2 separate regions of the Zea mays genome follow, and region 2 is linked to region 1. The links are chromatin contacts, called in public Hi-C maps. All regions are on one chromosome and are shown on one strand. The core of a region is the stretch at or near the end of the contact, and the rest is flanking DNA. Distances in the headings are between cores, read along the strand shown. Region 1 has its middle 36 kb from the start of LOC100279062. Region 2 has its middle 36 kb from the start of LOC103653100.

Region 1 (7,823 bases), core at 2,154-4,653:
ATACTTTTTAACCAGTCATCATCTGGTTCAACAAACTTATCTCCGTATTTGAATGTGTATTTTAGTCTAACTAGTCCACCTTCGTCAGCTTCCTTGACGGTCTCCTTCGGCATTTCCCACTTTTCTACAAGTGGCCATACTCTGAAGGCAATATGCTCTTGAACCAAGTCCCTTGTCCCAATAAAAGAACAAACCACGCCGAAGGCTCTCTGGCATTCTTCGGCTGCTTCATCCATTTCCACCTTCGGCTTCTGGAGGCCGAAGCGTTGCCAGATGGGGCGCATAATGATGCCCTTGACATCTTCACGTGATTTTAAGTCATTTTTCACGTAGAACCATTCTGTCATCCAGTCGCCGGGCCACCTCTTTCGAAAGGTTGGCACAGGGCAGCTTGACCCGGACCGAGCGCCGAAGCTGTAACAGCCAAAGTTGTTGTGATACTGCTCTTTGCCCCAGGGTTTTGTCTCATACAATAGCTCGTGTATGTTACAGAAGCTTTTTGCATTAGGTTCCAAACCTTGGCTTCTCACGGCCCACACAAAGATGTTCATCCTTATGATTGCTTCGGGGATAAGCTGGTGAAGGTAGATTTCGAATGTCTTCAGTACTTCAACGACAAAACTGCTCAAGGGAAATCGTAATCCAGCTTTTAGGAAGCTTCAGAATATCACGACCTCATTTTCTTCGGGAGTCAGACAAGTCTTCTCTCCTTCGTCAGCCCTCACAACAGACAAGTCCCGAAAGTATCTCCCTCTCATATTGACAAGATGATTTTCCTTAATGCTGGACTTACCAAAAACTGCACGGCTTGGGTGCCAGGGTCGATCTTTGGAATCTTCACCACCGCTATCCACATCGTAACTTTCACTATCGCCAGTATCTTCAGATAAACCCTCCAAAGTCTCCCTGGTAATCTTCTCCGTATTAGTCTTTGACATTGATTCAAGAAAGCCTAGGTGCATCTCCTCAGAAAGGCTTAGCTTCGAAGCACCAACAACTTTCTTATCATCAGTCATCTTCGCAAATGCTGACAAAACACACTCGAAACCGAAGCTTAAAAATTTAAAACCAAGTAAGTGCTGTTGCGCGCAGGCTGAAAAGTTGGGTGGCTAAAAGCAGATGGCAAAAGAGCGTGCCAAATAAACTTGCGGTGGGCTCTTATTTATACACCCAGTGTGCCGAAAACTGGAGGGCCCCGTTTGTCAATGACTGTTGCTATTCTAGCAAAGGGAAGGTGTTTTTTCGGACCTTCGGCTTAAAGCCTTCGTCCATGTCGCAATATGAATTTATCATTACAGAAAATTAATATTGCGAGGGGCTACTGTTGGGGGCCTTCGGCTTCCGAAGGTCCTCAAAAACATGATTTGACAATATTTCCCGAGTAAAACATGTGAACAGGTATTTTCGGAGTTAGGTTGCGGGTGTACAAGAGCATGGTTAAGACGAAGCTTGACTGGGGTGGAAAGCGACCACGACGAAGGATAAGACGATCATGAAGCTACGTACGGAAAAGCTTCGGCATGACGACAGAAAAGAGGAACCGACTTAAGGATGAAAAGTCAAATTAAACCTCGAAGGATTGCTATAAAGTTATTGTCAAATGTAAAGGGCATCAATGTAATTTTACACGGGCTGCGTCCCGTGCCTATAAATAGATGAACAGTACTCCCGTACTGTTCACGCTGACCTGGCATACGCTTTTTCGCATCACGACTGTACCCTTACTTTTCGTTAATCTGAAGGTACATTTGTAATTTGTTTTTATGAATTTAGTAATGAAAATAAGTTAATGATAATACTGGTATCATTACTCGTGTTTTATATATGTGTGCTCTTTTTTACCATCTATCAACCTTGCGAAGGTCTTTTCCTTTGTAACCTTCGTCCAAGATTCATTATATCCGAAGGGATATAATGTTTTTAAGGACGAAGTAGTTTAACATTTAACACTTTCTATGTTGTCTTGTTCTTAATTCTTAGCATTTGAGAACAAGTCCCCAACATTCGGTGCACCCGAAAACGAAAACAATGCAATTTTGGGAGTTGCATTCCGACTGCTATGTGAGGGCTTGGGGCCTATGTATATGACCCAAGCCAGTGTGTTACTGATCCAAGAGTTAAGCAAACAAGTCATATGCATAGAGCAACACATCTAAGTCGATCCAAGTGATTCAAGTGCCATAATTGAGTAGAGAAGCTAGTGATAGTCTTGTCTTGTGAGAGGAAGAGTTAGTGCACTTGAGAGAGCTAAATTGTGAAGTGTGTTGTGATCGTTAAGCTTTGGAGTTGAGACTCCCACAGATTTGTAAAGTGATCAAGAGGCTCCAAGTTGTGGAGTGACTTGCAAAACCCGATCTCACTTGAGAAAAGAAAAGAGGAAATCAAGTTTGATCTTTTTGATCACTTGAGGGAGGAAAGGGTTGAGAGAAATCTGTCTTTAGTGAACTCCGCAAAAGAGACATATGTTTCTTGGTGAAACTGAACTCCGGTAACAAATTGCCATGTATTCCTTTGCTTTTGCCTTGCATTTTATTCTTCGCCTTTCCTCTTTAGTCCTATACTTACTTTAAATTTCTATTCCATTATGTTGCTAACTTGAGTTCCTGATTTATATTCACTAGCAACCTTGAGCAAGTATTGTGCTTATACTAACCTGAACTAACACATCTTGTTCTAAGCACTTAATATCATTGGATCAAGTTTGGATTGTTTTGAGATTAGTTTCAGGTGTCGCCTATTCACCCCCTCTAGGCGACTATCAGGCGCCCTAAGGGCCCATGCAGCGAGTGGAGAATAAATATGACGTCGGGGGCGATTAATACCAAGCGCTTAAGCACTCGCACTCTCCATGCAACCGAGCCCTTTGCCTTCCAAAACTTTTCGTCTTCCTTCAAGCAAGCACCTCATCCCTTCCACGAAACACCTTCCTCGGCGAAAACAATGGTGCCATCAACGAAGAAGCTTACGATGCAGCGGTCGAGGGTCAAAAAGGAGACCACCTTGGGGTTGTATCGGACACTTCTCGAGTGGACAGGCCAGGATGAGCGTGGCAAGTTGTCTCTGACTGCTGCTTGGCTGGTGTGGATGATGATGAAACCAAGGAAGGGGGTGTTTGGTTTCTAGAGACTAATTTTTAGTCCCTCAATTTTATTTCATTTTAGTCCCTAAATTACTAAATATAGAAACTAAAACTCTATTTTAGTTTCCCTATTTAACAATTTATGAACTAAAATGGAATAAAGTGGAGGAACTAATGTTTAGTCCCTATAAACCAAACACCCCCGAAGTATGTTGTCTTTAGCGCGTACTTGATGGCGGGGCTGGGCTTCCTAGACTCGCCCTTCTTGGCGATGCTGCTAGAGTTCTATAACGTCAAGCTAACGCACCTCTCCCTCAACTCCTTGTAGCTCCTCACGACCTTCGTCCACCTCCGTGAGATATTTGTTGGGGTGCACATGAGTCTGGCACTGTGATGTCAGTTCTTCATCGTCCTCTAGTGAACCGGAGTAGGAGCCACCTACAGAGGTTGTTACTTCTAAGGGTGCACTAGCGGTTGTGTTAATCTTTATGTCTCTAAACAGGTTTATTAATTTTATAATACTCATCAGTTAATTATATAAATATATATTAAAATATATGTTTGATCAAATTTGAAATTAGTTGATTTCTAAAAGAATGAGAACCATATTTTTTTAGGACGGAGTGAGTGTAACTGTACTAGAGTGGACTAACCTTTAATTGGCATTATATTACAATGAAGAAAAGAGACTTGGTCGGATCCTGGCTGCTGCTGGGACAGTTACACGACGACCTCGCAGATTTGGTTGGAGGGAGGCCAGTGCTTGCTGATTACTTACTCTATTAATTACTCTGTGTCATATGTCATCTCTCCCTGTTTCTCCTCTCCTCTAGGATACTCCTGCTTGGTATCGGTATTGTTGGCACAGATGATGTGATGTGACCCCACACATAGGGGGAAACAGGGACTTGAAGAGAGTAGAAGAGAAGAGACTCGGTCTGTCGGTCAGATCTCGGATTGCTAGCTAGCTAGCAAGTTGGGAGTGGGACATGCGCGCAGCTATTGTATAGGTTCGTAACTAGGTTTAAAACTAGAGTTATTAGTGTAAAAACTAGATTTTAAGTTACCTAATTTATCGTCTTCTTAGACGTCATGGTTCCTTCAGCATGGAATCAGATCACAGTAGCACCATTTTTACATTTTAATTAAAATACGAATACAGATACAATTACAAATGTTTTTCAAATACGACTACAATAAAATGGATGTCTCGGACTCGGATTTCTATTCCGATAGTTTGCTCTCGATTCAATTGAAAGCTAGCGTGTACTCTTAAATTCAACATACATTGATATACACTTTTTTAGCACTGAGTTCATCATCAACCGAATTGAAGCGGACTAATTAAATGAAAAGTACAATTTTGATATAAAATCGTATTTTAATGGTCCTTATATCATGTAAGTGTTTTTGGTGATGATGATCTAAACTTCGATAATGATAATTGTGCATGGTAACTTTGATTAATCTATTGTTGGCGGCCATGATCTGCCGAAGATTGGCCTAAAGCTGCCAAAATAAATAACTTTTATGGCATAGGCCTTACTTATTTCGATCCGATGATAATCGGCCGGCCACCGAAAACACTAAAAAGGTGATCGAGTTCAGATATATCTATTTAGCATCTATATTACAAATACTGATACCTATTTTATTTTCATTCGTCGCTGGGTTGCCTTAAACGAGGGAGAGATAGATAGGTACCAATGTCTATAGGGGGAATGACGATTCTTCTTCCAATTACTAAGTGACATGATCCCTCTACCCGCGTGCAGTGCAACACCACAGAAATTAAAGGGAGGAACTGAGGCCACGAGAATCGGAGTCGGAAGTCCAGTCCAGTCCAGTCCGTAGCGTATGGCATCGATCAGATGGAATCTCTCAAGAACCAGCAGCTAGCGTCCCTGTCTGAGTATCAATCAGCCTGCTGCAGGGCAGTGGGGTTCTTGTCTCTCGCATCTCGCTGTCTCCATCGCTCAGCTCGCCCCCCACCAATGGAAAGACCGGCAGATTTTATCAGCTGCCTGGCACTGTCGCTGCTTAGAGCCAGTTCAACTCTAGCTAGTTATAGCTCGTATTACCCCTCCGTTGCCACTTGCCAGGCGTCAAGGTAGTTAAGGGGCGTGCTTGAATGCAATGGAACTAATAGTTAGTTGGCTAAAAATTATTAGTATAATTAACTAGCTAATAAATAACTACTTAACTATTAACTAATTTATTAAAAATAGCTAATAGTTGAACTATTAACTAGGGTGTTTAGATGTTTGAATTAATTTTAGCCACTAACTATTTGCTCTAGTGTATTTAAATTCTCTCTAAATGGCATTGCATGCATGATGCATCTGTGATTGTGCTGATGAGAGAGTACGTGATGACACGTACGCGTTAGTAGTGGACGATTATCGGTAAGAAGTCCACTGTCAAATAATATTTACTGTTATGTTCTCATCTATCTATGCATGTACAGTTAGCTAGGTTAAATTTATGAGAACCTAATATATACGTTAACTAGATTTATTTTCCCTATGCTTTGTTTATACCTGGAATTATTTATCATTGGATAGGTTTGCTATTGCTTCACTTGGTTATGGGATAATGGTACAAGTGCAACATTGATCATGATTATTATTATTGATGGTTTACTTGTTATGCATGATAAGATTATTTTTATTTAATTGAAACATGGAGCACCAACCCGAGAAAACAGTATAAGCACAAGGATTATTATGGCTTTGATCTTAACTAATTAACTAGGTATGTGCCCATGCGTTGCCACGAGACGGAGGGCATGGAGAGGGGCGCCTAGACTACAAATATAATTATTGTTTACTTCTAAACACTTAAGTACATGTGGTCTGTTGGTTAGCCCCAAATTTTTGAAGTAGAGGGGTATGGGTTCGAGTTCTCACTTTGCATTATTTTTTGCGGGTGCTTGGCGTGGAGAGGTGGAGCCGTGGTAGCACAGTGCTTGTCTGTCCCTCGTCGTGGGGGCAGCCGCTGCAGCCTGCGACTGCAAAGCCGTGAACTGGCTCAAGCAGTCAGGCACCCAGCCTCGCTCGTGCGTGCATGCGAGCGTACGACGAAAAGGCGCCCATCATGTCAGTGAGAGATGGGCGGGGGCATGGCCGTGCCAAGGCGCCCACGGTCCACTCTTAATTAGTAGTAGGATTAAGAAAGCTAGTGTGTGATGAGGACCTTACCTAGTTAGGGGAAAGCAGGGAGGAGTTGCTCAAGTATATATGGCGATATAGCTGATCATGTTGCATGACTTTTTAGATTGTCAGGTGATCTTGAAAGTCGCCTAGAGGGGAGATGAATAGGTGAAACCTGAAATTTATAAACTTAAACACACACTAGGGTCGAGGTTAGCGTTAGAATTAAATTCAAGTCCGAAAGATTGTTTCTCTTCATAGGAGTTGCTCAAGGATGCGGATGATGTATGGGAGCAAACTCAAATCAATACTAGCAAGGAAACGTTAGAGAGAGGAAAAATGTCAAACAAATCAAGCGAGAATCAAAGCGAGTAGACACGGTGATTTGTTTTACCGAGGTTCGGTTCCAAAGAACCTAGTCCCCGTTGAGGAGGCCACATAGGTCGGGTCTATTTCAACCCTTTCCCTCTCTCTCAAACGGTCACTTAGACCGAGTGAGCCTTCCCTTAATCACACGGGTCACTTGGACCCCGCAAGGACCACCACACACTTGGTGTCTCTTGCTTTGCTTACAAAGCACTTGAGAATAAGGACGGGAAAATAGAAAGGCCAATCCAAGCAACAAAAGAGCACAAAACACCCTCTCTCAAGTTCCTAATGGAATTGAGTTGATTTGGAGGCTTATAGAGGATTTGATCTATTGAATGTGTCTTGAAGTGAAGTCTTTTGCTCTTGGAATGAATGGGATGTTCAGAAAACTTGGATACCAATGAATGTGGTGGTTGGGGGTATTTATAGCCCCCAACCACTTCCTAGCCGTTGGTAAAGGCTGCTGGCGATGGGCGCACCGAACAGTCCGGTGCACCACCGGACAGTCATTGTGCACTGTCCAGTGCGCGCCACATCAGCGCAACCGTTAGGGTTCAGAGCAGTTGACCGTTGGAGGCACTTGTCGTCTTGCTGCACCGGACAGTCGGGTGACCTCTGACTTCTGTCGCGACACTGTTCACCACTGTAGCTCTGCAGAGCCGACCATTGGCGCGCAGGGAGCAGTTGCTCAGCTGGATCACCAGACAGTCCGGTGAATTATAGTGGAGCACACATGCAGAATTCCCGAGAGTGGCTTGTTCATCTGCTGGCTAGCTTGGTGCACCGGACAGTGTCCGGTGCGCCAAAAATCAGCACACTCTATGTCTTGCTCCAATTCTTGATTGAGTCCCTAACTGAATTTATTTCTTGGTTTGTGTTGAACCTTATACACCTGAGATGAATGATATCTAGACAAACTAGTTAGTCCACGTGGTTTCTGTTGTGCGTCAACCACCAAAATCGATTATAGGAAATGGTTAACCAATTTCCCTTTCAATCTCCCCCTTTTTGGTGATTGATGCCAACACAAACCAAAGCAAATAAGAAATATAGAAATGTAACTAGTTTGCAATTGAGATAGATGTGCATATGTTGCTTGGAATTAAACCAATTGAAAGACTTTAAACATATGACCTAGAATGAATGGATTGCTTTTCCTTATTTAACATTTTGGACCACATTTGCACCACTTGTTTATTTTTGCAAATATTTTGTAAAAATCT
Region 2 (7,823 bases), core at 3,418-5,917, 140 kb before region 1:
AAGTAAAGAGAGAAGCAGTAGTTTATATATCCGGCGGAAAATCAATGGCAGTGGAAAATGCTGGACCTGTCATCTCTTCAGTATCCCGCACGTTGTTCTTCAGCTCTAAGGTCAAGGTCTCGCTTGCCACGTGTTTTTGTGCCTGATCATAATCAAACTGGAAGACTAGACATGAATTAGTATGCAAAAAACAACGTCTGCCAGGAATTTTGTCCTATCGTGTTGGATTGAACCACATGTTGCATACAGAATAAACTTTTTTTTACCTACCGGTGATAATTCTATGTCTACTTGGTAGCATGATGATTCCACGTGTTTTAAGACATTTTTATCTTACTCGTTTATTGTTAATTGGCTGATATTTAGACCGAGGCGCTTTTAACTAATTTCATCTAATATTCAGCCATTTTAAGCCAATTTATATTATTTAAGTCATTCGATGTTATTTATGCCATTTGATATCGTATTATTTAATTCATTAATTTGATTTTCAGCCATTTTATTATATTCAATCCTTTAATTAGATTTCCAACTGATTTTAAGATGGTTTTAGATTATTTGAATCATTTCTTATGTTTTTAGTTATTTACCTTATTCAGTCTTTTTTCTAAGTTATTTTTTATCAATTGGTAATTTGATAGTTGCATCTAAGTCACTCCTTTTAACTCATAGTATTTAAGACATTTTATTTGCATATAAAGTGGTGTTTAGGTAGAGGGGGCTAAATTTTAGCTCCGTCACATCCGATGTTTGAATACTAGTTAGAGGTATTAAATATAGTCTAATTACAAAAATAAATACACAGATAAGATTTTAATGTTTTAATGGTAAGACGAGTCTATTAAGTCTAACTAGTCCATGATTCGATCATGAGATGCTGGATTTTCTAATCATGGATTAATTATGCTTAATAAATTTATCTCGTTGTTTAGTCTTTACTTATATAATTGGTTTTATAATTAGACCATATTTATTACTCGTAATTGGCAGACTCGTACCTATGTTTTTTTGGCCCTGGAGCGAAATAGACTGAGGCCCCTTTTTTGCACTTTTCATAACAAGAATAATATTTTCTAACTTTTGAAAATATGCGGAACAAGCATGACCAAAATAACTAATTAAACTAGTACATACATAGTAAAATGGATATATTATTTAATTAATAAGGTTTAATTTATTGTAATCGCTAATGACGACAGTAAAAAATAATAGTGGTTTGATTGGCTACTATATACCTGATGCTGGTGGAATCAACTGATGATCAAGTCACCGCCTCCGCATGTAAGTAGGGATGGCAACAGGAATTTCTCGTCGGGTTTTAGCTCCCCATCCTCATTCCTGTACCCAAAAAATTTTCCCGCGGTGATCCCCACGAATGCTTGCAGGGACATTTCTTCCCCATGGTCGTTCCTGCGGGATAAATCCCCGTCAGGGATCCCCGTCCCCGCTTGTAGTAGAGATTAGAACACACTTCCTTTATTATTAATGCAAAATGTTGTCACTTATATACATTATCATATGTAAAAATCATTATATATACATCAAAATAAACACATTTTGTACAATGAGTGATCTCTTGATAAAGTAATTATTTATTTTTATCATTAACTATTACATGAAAGCATCATCCCATTTAAGTTTAATGGGTCTCCGCGGAGAATGTGGATGCCCAGTCCCATCACCGTTTACCCGTCGGGGTAGAATTTTTCATCGTTTACATCCCCGTGGGGGAAGAAACTTCTCCATCCCCATTCTCTAATGGAGGAATTCCCCATGGGGAATCGAGGAACGGGGCCCATTGCCATCTCTACATGTAAGGTCTAAATTCTTGAGTACAATCTTGTCATTTTGCTATTAGACGATGTTGCTGCTATGTGCTTGTCGGTACCCCAAATATGGGGTACCTACTCATGCTGGGTTAAGAGGGGACCCCAGTGGCTACCTATAGCCATGGGATGGTGAAAGTCGCCTAGAGGGGGGTGAATAGGGCGAAACTGAAATTTACAAAATTAATCACAACTACGAGTCGGGTTAGCGTTAGAAATAATAATGAGTCCGAGAGAGAGGGAGCAAAACAAATCGCAAGCAAATGAAGAGTGTGACACGCGAATTGTTTTACCGAGGTTCGGTTCTTGCAAACCTACTCCCCGTTGAGGAGGCCACAAAGGTCGGGTCTCTTTCAACCCTTACCCTCTCTCAAACGGTCCCTCGGACCGAGTGAGCTTCTCTTCTCAAATCAAATCGGGAACAAAGCTTCCCCGCAAGGACCACCACACAATTGGTGTCTCTTGCTTCGATTACAAGTGAGCTTTGATCACAAGAACAAGTGAGAAAGAAAGAAGCAATCCAAGCGCAAGAGCTCAAAAGAACACGACAAATCTCTCTCACTAATCACTAAAGCCTTGTGTGGAATTGGAGAGGATTTGATCACTTGAGTGTGTCTAGAATTGAATGCCTAGCTCTTGTAAGTGGTTGAGAAGTGGAAAACTTGGATGACTTGAATGTGGGGTGGTTGGGGGTATTTATAGCCCCAACCACCAAACTAGCCGTTTGGGTGGAGGCTGTCTGTCGTATGGTGCACCGGACAGTCCGGTGCACATCGGACATGTCCGGTGCGCCAGCCACGTCACCCGAACGTTAGGGTTCCGACCGTTGGAGCTCTGACGCTGGGCCCGCCTGGATGACCGGTGGCGCACCGGACATGAACTGTAGGGTGTCCGGTGCGTCAGCATGGGCGTGCCTGACCTCTGCGCGCGCTGGCGCGTATTTAATGTGCTGCAGGTAGCCGTTGGCGCCAGAAGTAGCTGTTGCTCCGCAGTTACACCGGACAGTCCGGTGTACACCGGACATGTCCGGTGAATTATAGCGGAGCAGCCGAAGCGAATTCCCGAGACTGGCGAGTTCAGAGCCGCGTCCTCTTGGAGCACCGGACACTGTCCGGTGTACATCGGACAGTCCGGTGAATTATAGCGCGCCGGCTCTGAGAATTCCCGAAGGTGAAGAGTTTGAAGTCGGTCTTCCCTGGTGCACCGGACACTGTCCGGTGGCACACCGGACAGTCCGGTGCGCCCGACCAGGGTGCCTTCGGTTGTCCCTTTGCTCCTTTGTTTGAACCCTTTTTCTTGGTCTTTTTATTGGCTTATGGTGAACCTTTGTACCTGTAGAACTTATAAACTTGGGCAAACTAGTTAGTCCAATTATTTGTGTTGGGCAATTCAACCACCAAAATTAGTATAGGAAATAGGTGTAAGCCTAATTTCCTTTCAGATGGCGAGCGGTCTACCACGACATAGAGTCTGGGACCATCCTGCATGCCCGATATTACCACTGGCCCCATTGGTGGGTCTGCACGGTAATTACAGCCTAGGACCAGGCCCCGTGGGACGGTCTTAGGCCCCCATGTGTGCCATTCGGGCCTCCGGCCAGGGGAGGTATGATGCCACATGTCCGGGCCATTATGGATGGGACCCGAACCTCCACAAGTACCTTCTAGACCCCAGCCAGGGGAGGTCTGGGGCTGCCATGTCCGCATGCGTCCCCAACGGTTAACCGCAAGTTCTCCGCCCAGGCAGAGGTGCGATGGTGGAAAAGTGATGCTCTAAACTCCAGGCCCAAAAAATAAACTAGAACTGCACCAAGTCTATGGAGTTGGGCTGCTGCAAAAAGAGGTGGGGTTTTGGTGTTTAGCAGGCTCCATCACTCTGACTTGGAGTTTGGAGTTGGAGCCATGCCCAGCAGGCTCTAATACATTATATGTTGGATTTAAGTCGTTTTTGCTAATACAATGTTGAAAAAACGGACTAGGTATCATAGGAGTATATCGGACTTGTTTTGTCGATTTGGGACGTACGTGCTCAAGCGAAATTCGCATGTACACATGTGGTTGACTCGATCGTATCCGATCAATTGAGTCTAAAGGATAGACTATTGATTTACCACTTTAAATGACAAACAGCGTTGTCATAACCGAGCTAACGCGTTTCAATAAAACACGTGCCAAACACACAGGTGGAGAGGAGCGCTGTGAACAGAATATGACAGAGTATACATGGAGGTCCATTTTTTTAGGTTTAACTAGTCGTATACCCGTACGTTGCTATGGTTTTTATATATAACATAGGATAAATTTTGTTCTAATAAATCATAAAATATGTGTTTTCTATTGATTAGGTGGGTGTGAATGTGGAGCCAACAACTAAGGTTTAAATACTTACTTATACATAATTTTACCTTATTTTTTCGTGAGACAAGTGTTGAAACTGGTGGTTTAATATAGTAAGGATAAAGATTATTGAAAGGGGTTGTTTTTTCTAAAAAATATACACAAGGTATCTGTTTAAAGCGTACGTGTCGGCGGGGGCGGCAGCGACACACACCCGCTGTCTTCTTGTGCTACTCACTCACTCAAGCATGGTCGGAGGCGGCAGCAACACCGTACGGTACGTAGTAGCGATCACACCTGGCGCCGCCATGCAGTGCATGGAATGACAAGAAGAAGGTGTGAAGAAGATCTGCATACGCGGCGCCGTGATTGTTTTCTCTATTGGGCTGGCACTGGTCGTCTCCGGAGTGGAGACAAAAACAAAAACATGCACAGCACACACATGGATCATGCAGAAGAGCGGTTGCATAGTACAGTACGGTCGGTCGTTGCTGGATCTCGACGGCCACTCATGAGTCATGTCATGATCGTGTGTGTGATCCCATCCGTGTCGGCCTACCGTCCTGAGCTGACCACAGCTAGCTAGCTAGCTAGTCATTGCAAAAAGTTTGCAACACGTACGTCTCTCACAACGAGAGGGGTTCTGCATGTGCGTCCTTTCACCGTCTCCTCGTGCTGCCATGTGTGTAGGCGCTGTAGCCAAAATAAATACTCTATTGCATTGCTCGCAGCTCGCTACATAGCAACTTAAGTTAAAAAGGCTCTAGAGTTTGGGTGAAACCAGCAAATTTGTGTTCTTGTTACCCTTTTGGTTGTGTCCAACATGTTGTGTCTTCTGTAAGTGTATATGTTTGTGTAATAAAATATTATTTTGTAGTATAGTAGATAGTACTGTTTTGCAGAGACATGTTTGAAATAGAAGGTGATATAGGAGAGTTACTGGTTGCTGAAGACGATAGCCTTATACATTATCCCTCACAAAAAAAGTTATACTATAAATTTTCCACTACCATTTTCCGAATTTGGGGCCCACATACGCTAGTTAATTAGAAATATGCCTATCTAATATTAAAAAAGTTAGAAACTAGTTTATTTTCATACCACTCTATGACATGTATGTATAACTAATCCTAATTTATGTATTCGTCATATATAGTGGTACAGTTTTATTCCATGGATGACATGTCACTTGTCAGCACCTAAGAGCATGTACAACCCACGTAAATACCTCGTGCCTTAAGGAGTATCAAGAAGGTTAGTGCAAAAGAAACACAACGGACTTATCTTAGTGGAGGAACGTATCTCACATAATTCTCTAAGTCTAGTTTCGATTTCCATCCATACAACCCACATAAATAAACCGTCTAATTGCTCGTGTTTTGCTACGGTTGTTATATATCATATAAATAGGTATTGAGATATTTATTTAATTATAATTATTTTTTATTTCTAAACACTAAGGTATGTGTGGTCTAGCGTTTTGCAATTTTTTTTTCAACGGTGTGGTATCTGTGCAGGCCGGGTCGGGTGCTAGGTAGGCGAACCAGTCGGAACACGTGGGATGGGTCTAGAGTATCAGATGCTCAGATTAAGTTTTTAATAGAATAGAACATAGTATAGATATCTATATATGTACGCACGAGCTAGTTTGACGCTAGCTTGGATTTGTGCAGGAATTTAATAAACGGACGGCCGCCGGCCGGTTTGCTAGCTTTTTCCAGCTATAAAACGATGATATCCGTGGGACAAAAATCAAAAAGCGAGCAAATTAAATAAATGAAAAAGTAATTCCTCTCGTGCTGAATTTTCGTTGCCGCGCGGTGCACAAAGTTACAGACGAAAAGGTGACAGAGATTTGCTCGTGCGGCAGATCGCGACCGACCTGGTCTGTTTGACAAATACAATTATTTGCTGATTATTGTGTTTATCTAATTTTATACTAATTAACCTTCGGTCGTCGAATTTGGTAGGTGCCGATCACGTAGCAGAACTATGAATTATAAAAGCAAGTATAATAGCTGACAGTAAATCGGCTAATTGGTGACATGGAAGAGAAATGAGGAGAGAGAGTAGAATCATACTACAAACTAACATCCAGCTTATACATATGAAACCAAAACTTTTTATGATAAAGACAAGTGAACTATATATTAATTATAAAGAGCTAACCATTACACATATTAGCAATAAAATAAGCTGCAAAGATTTTTATAGCCAGCGATTAACTATATTATTAAACTTACTCTAATAGCATAGAGTGTCTAGAATACCAACGAAGTTGGTGTAGAGCGCTACACCAGTAACAAGTTGACGCATCCAGAAATACATTTTAAATTTTATAGATCTAAAGCTAATTTTAGGTCATCTCCAACCATTCCCCCTTATTTATACTTTCTATTGTATTTTATTACATCAACCTAAAAGATATTCTTCCACATACATGACATCTCTAACCATTCACCATATCCAGCTCTCCCTATATATTATAATTTAGTTATTTAACATTTTTTCATCAGTTTTTCAAGTTTTAAAAAATTATAGACTATTTGTACTACCATAATACACATTGTTATCAGGTTATGGTACTTAAAAAGAGTTAATATTACAATAAAATAAAGTAATTAAAGAATGATGAAAGATTAGAACTCACTCCATATATATGGGGGACTTTTTCTCTCCCTCCAGATAGGGGGAGCTTTGAGAGAGTTGTTGGACGACTATTTCACCTCAAAGCCCCCCTACGTGGGATGGGGTGGTGTGGCCGTGTGGGGCATCCTTGGAGGTGGCCTTAGGCAAGCTCCAATGGAGCACCCTTGTCGGCTCCCCTGACGGTATTCGTGGTGGCGTGGCGGCACCCTTAGAGGTGGCCTTTGGCGAGCTCCAATGGAGCACCCTTGCCTGCTCCCCTGATGGTATCTGGGGTGGCGTGCTCCCTGAAACCATCCAACGACACCCGTTCGGTGCCACCTAGTGTGGGGTGAGAGAAGAAGAGCACCCTGAGTAAGGGGGAGGAGGGAGTAGTTGTAATCACCTCCATTTCGTTAATCAGTGTTTTAACTATGAAATTAATTCCTTTTTAGTATAATTACCTCATAACAATGTGTATTATGGCACTCCAAATATGTTAGTATTTTTAAAAACTCCAAAAACTAATGCATAAAAGTCAAATACCTCAGTTAACTGTATAGGCGGGTTGAATAGGAAAATGGTTGGAGAGGAGGAGAAATAAGGGAAAAATAGTTAAGGAGGATATATTTAAATATGAATAGAAAGTATGAACAGGAGAATTTAGGAGGGAGAATGGTTGGAGCCAGCCTTAGCGGAATGTTATCTACATTTAATCAATAAGCTGTCATCGTAAGCATTAATTATTTTATGATGCTACAACATTTTTTTAAGAAGACAGAAAAATAATTTTTATTGGATGAAACTGTCTTGACACGGTTACCAACTCTCTATGAGCTATAGAATTAAATTATGAGTTTGAGTGTAAGTGTGCATTTAACTCTTATAAAAAAAGATAGTGTGATTTTTTTCCTTGGCCACACATGCATGCATTATTCCGTCCCATGGAGAAACTAAAGTAAAAACAAAATTTTGTTTCAATATTTCAAAACAAGGCTGTAGTATCTGAACATAAACTTACACCACACCATCACAT

Evidence for each region. A called contact is a pair of places that touch in the nucleus more often than the background predicts.
Region 2: a Hi-C map of ear shows a contact between it and region 1, with 2.5 times the contacts expected there. The contact joins two enhancer-like sites. A contact is called at or near these places in 2 of 25 Hi-C or Micro-C datasets (ear and tassel).

What each region holds. Positions count from the first base shown.
Region 1 is chr4:36,943,876-36,951,698 of Zm-B73-REFERENCE-NAM-5.0, reverse strand. No RefSeq gene overlaps it. Among protein-coding and RNA genes, the nearest start is that of LOC100279062, 36 kb to the right of the region's middle. Within about 2 kb of position 3,403, at least 6 of the 20 cell types and tissues checked have an H3K27ac peak or open chromatin away from gene starts, as enhancers often do. A contact at or near this core is called in ear and tassel, where this site is marked.
Region 2 is chr4:37,082,580-37,090,402 of Zm-B73-REFERENCE-NAM-5.0, reverse strand. No RefSeq gene overlaps it. Among protein-coding and RNA genes, the nearest start is that of LOC103653100, 36 kb to the left of the region's middle. Within about 2 kb of position 4,667, at least 14 of the 20 cell types and tissues checked have an H3K27ac peak or open chromatin away from gene starts, as enhancers often do. A contact at or near this core is called in ear and tassel, where this site is marked.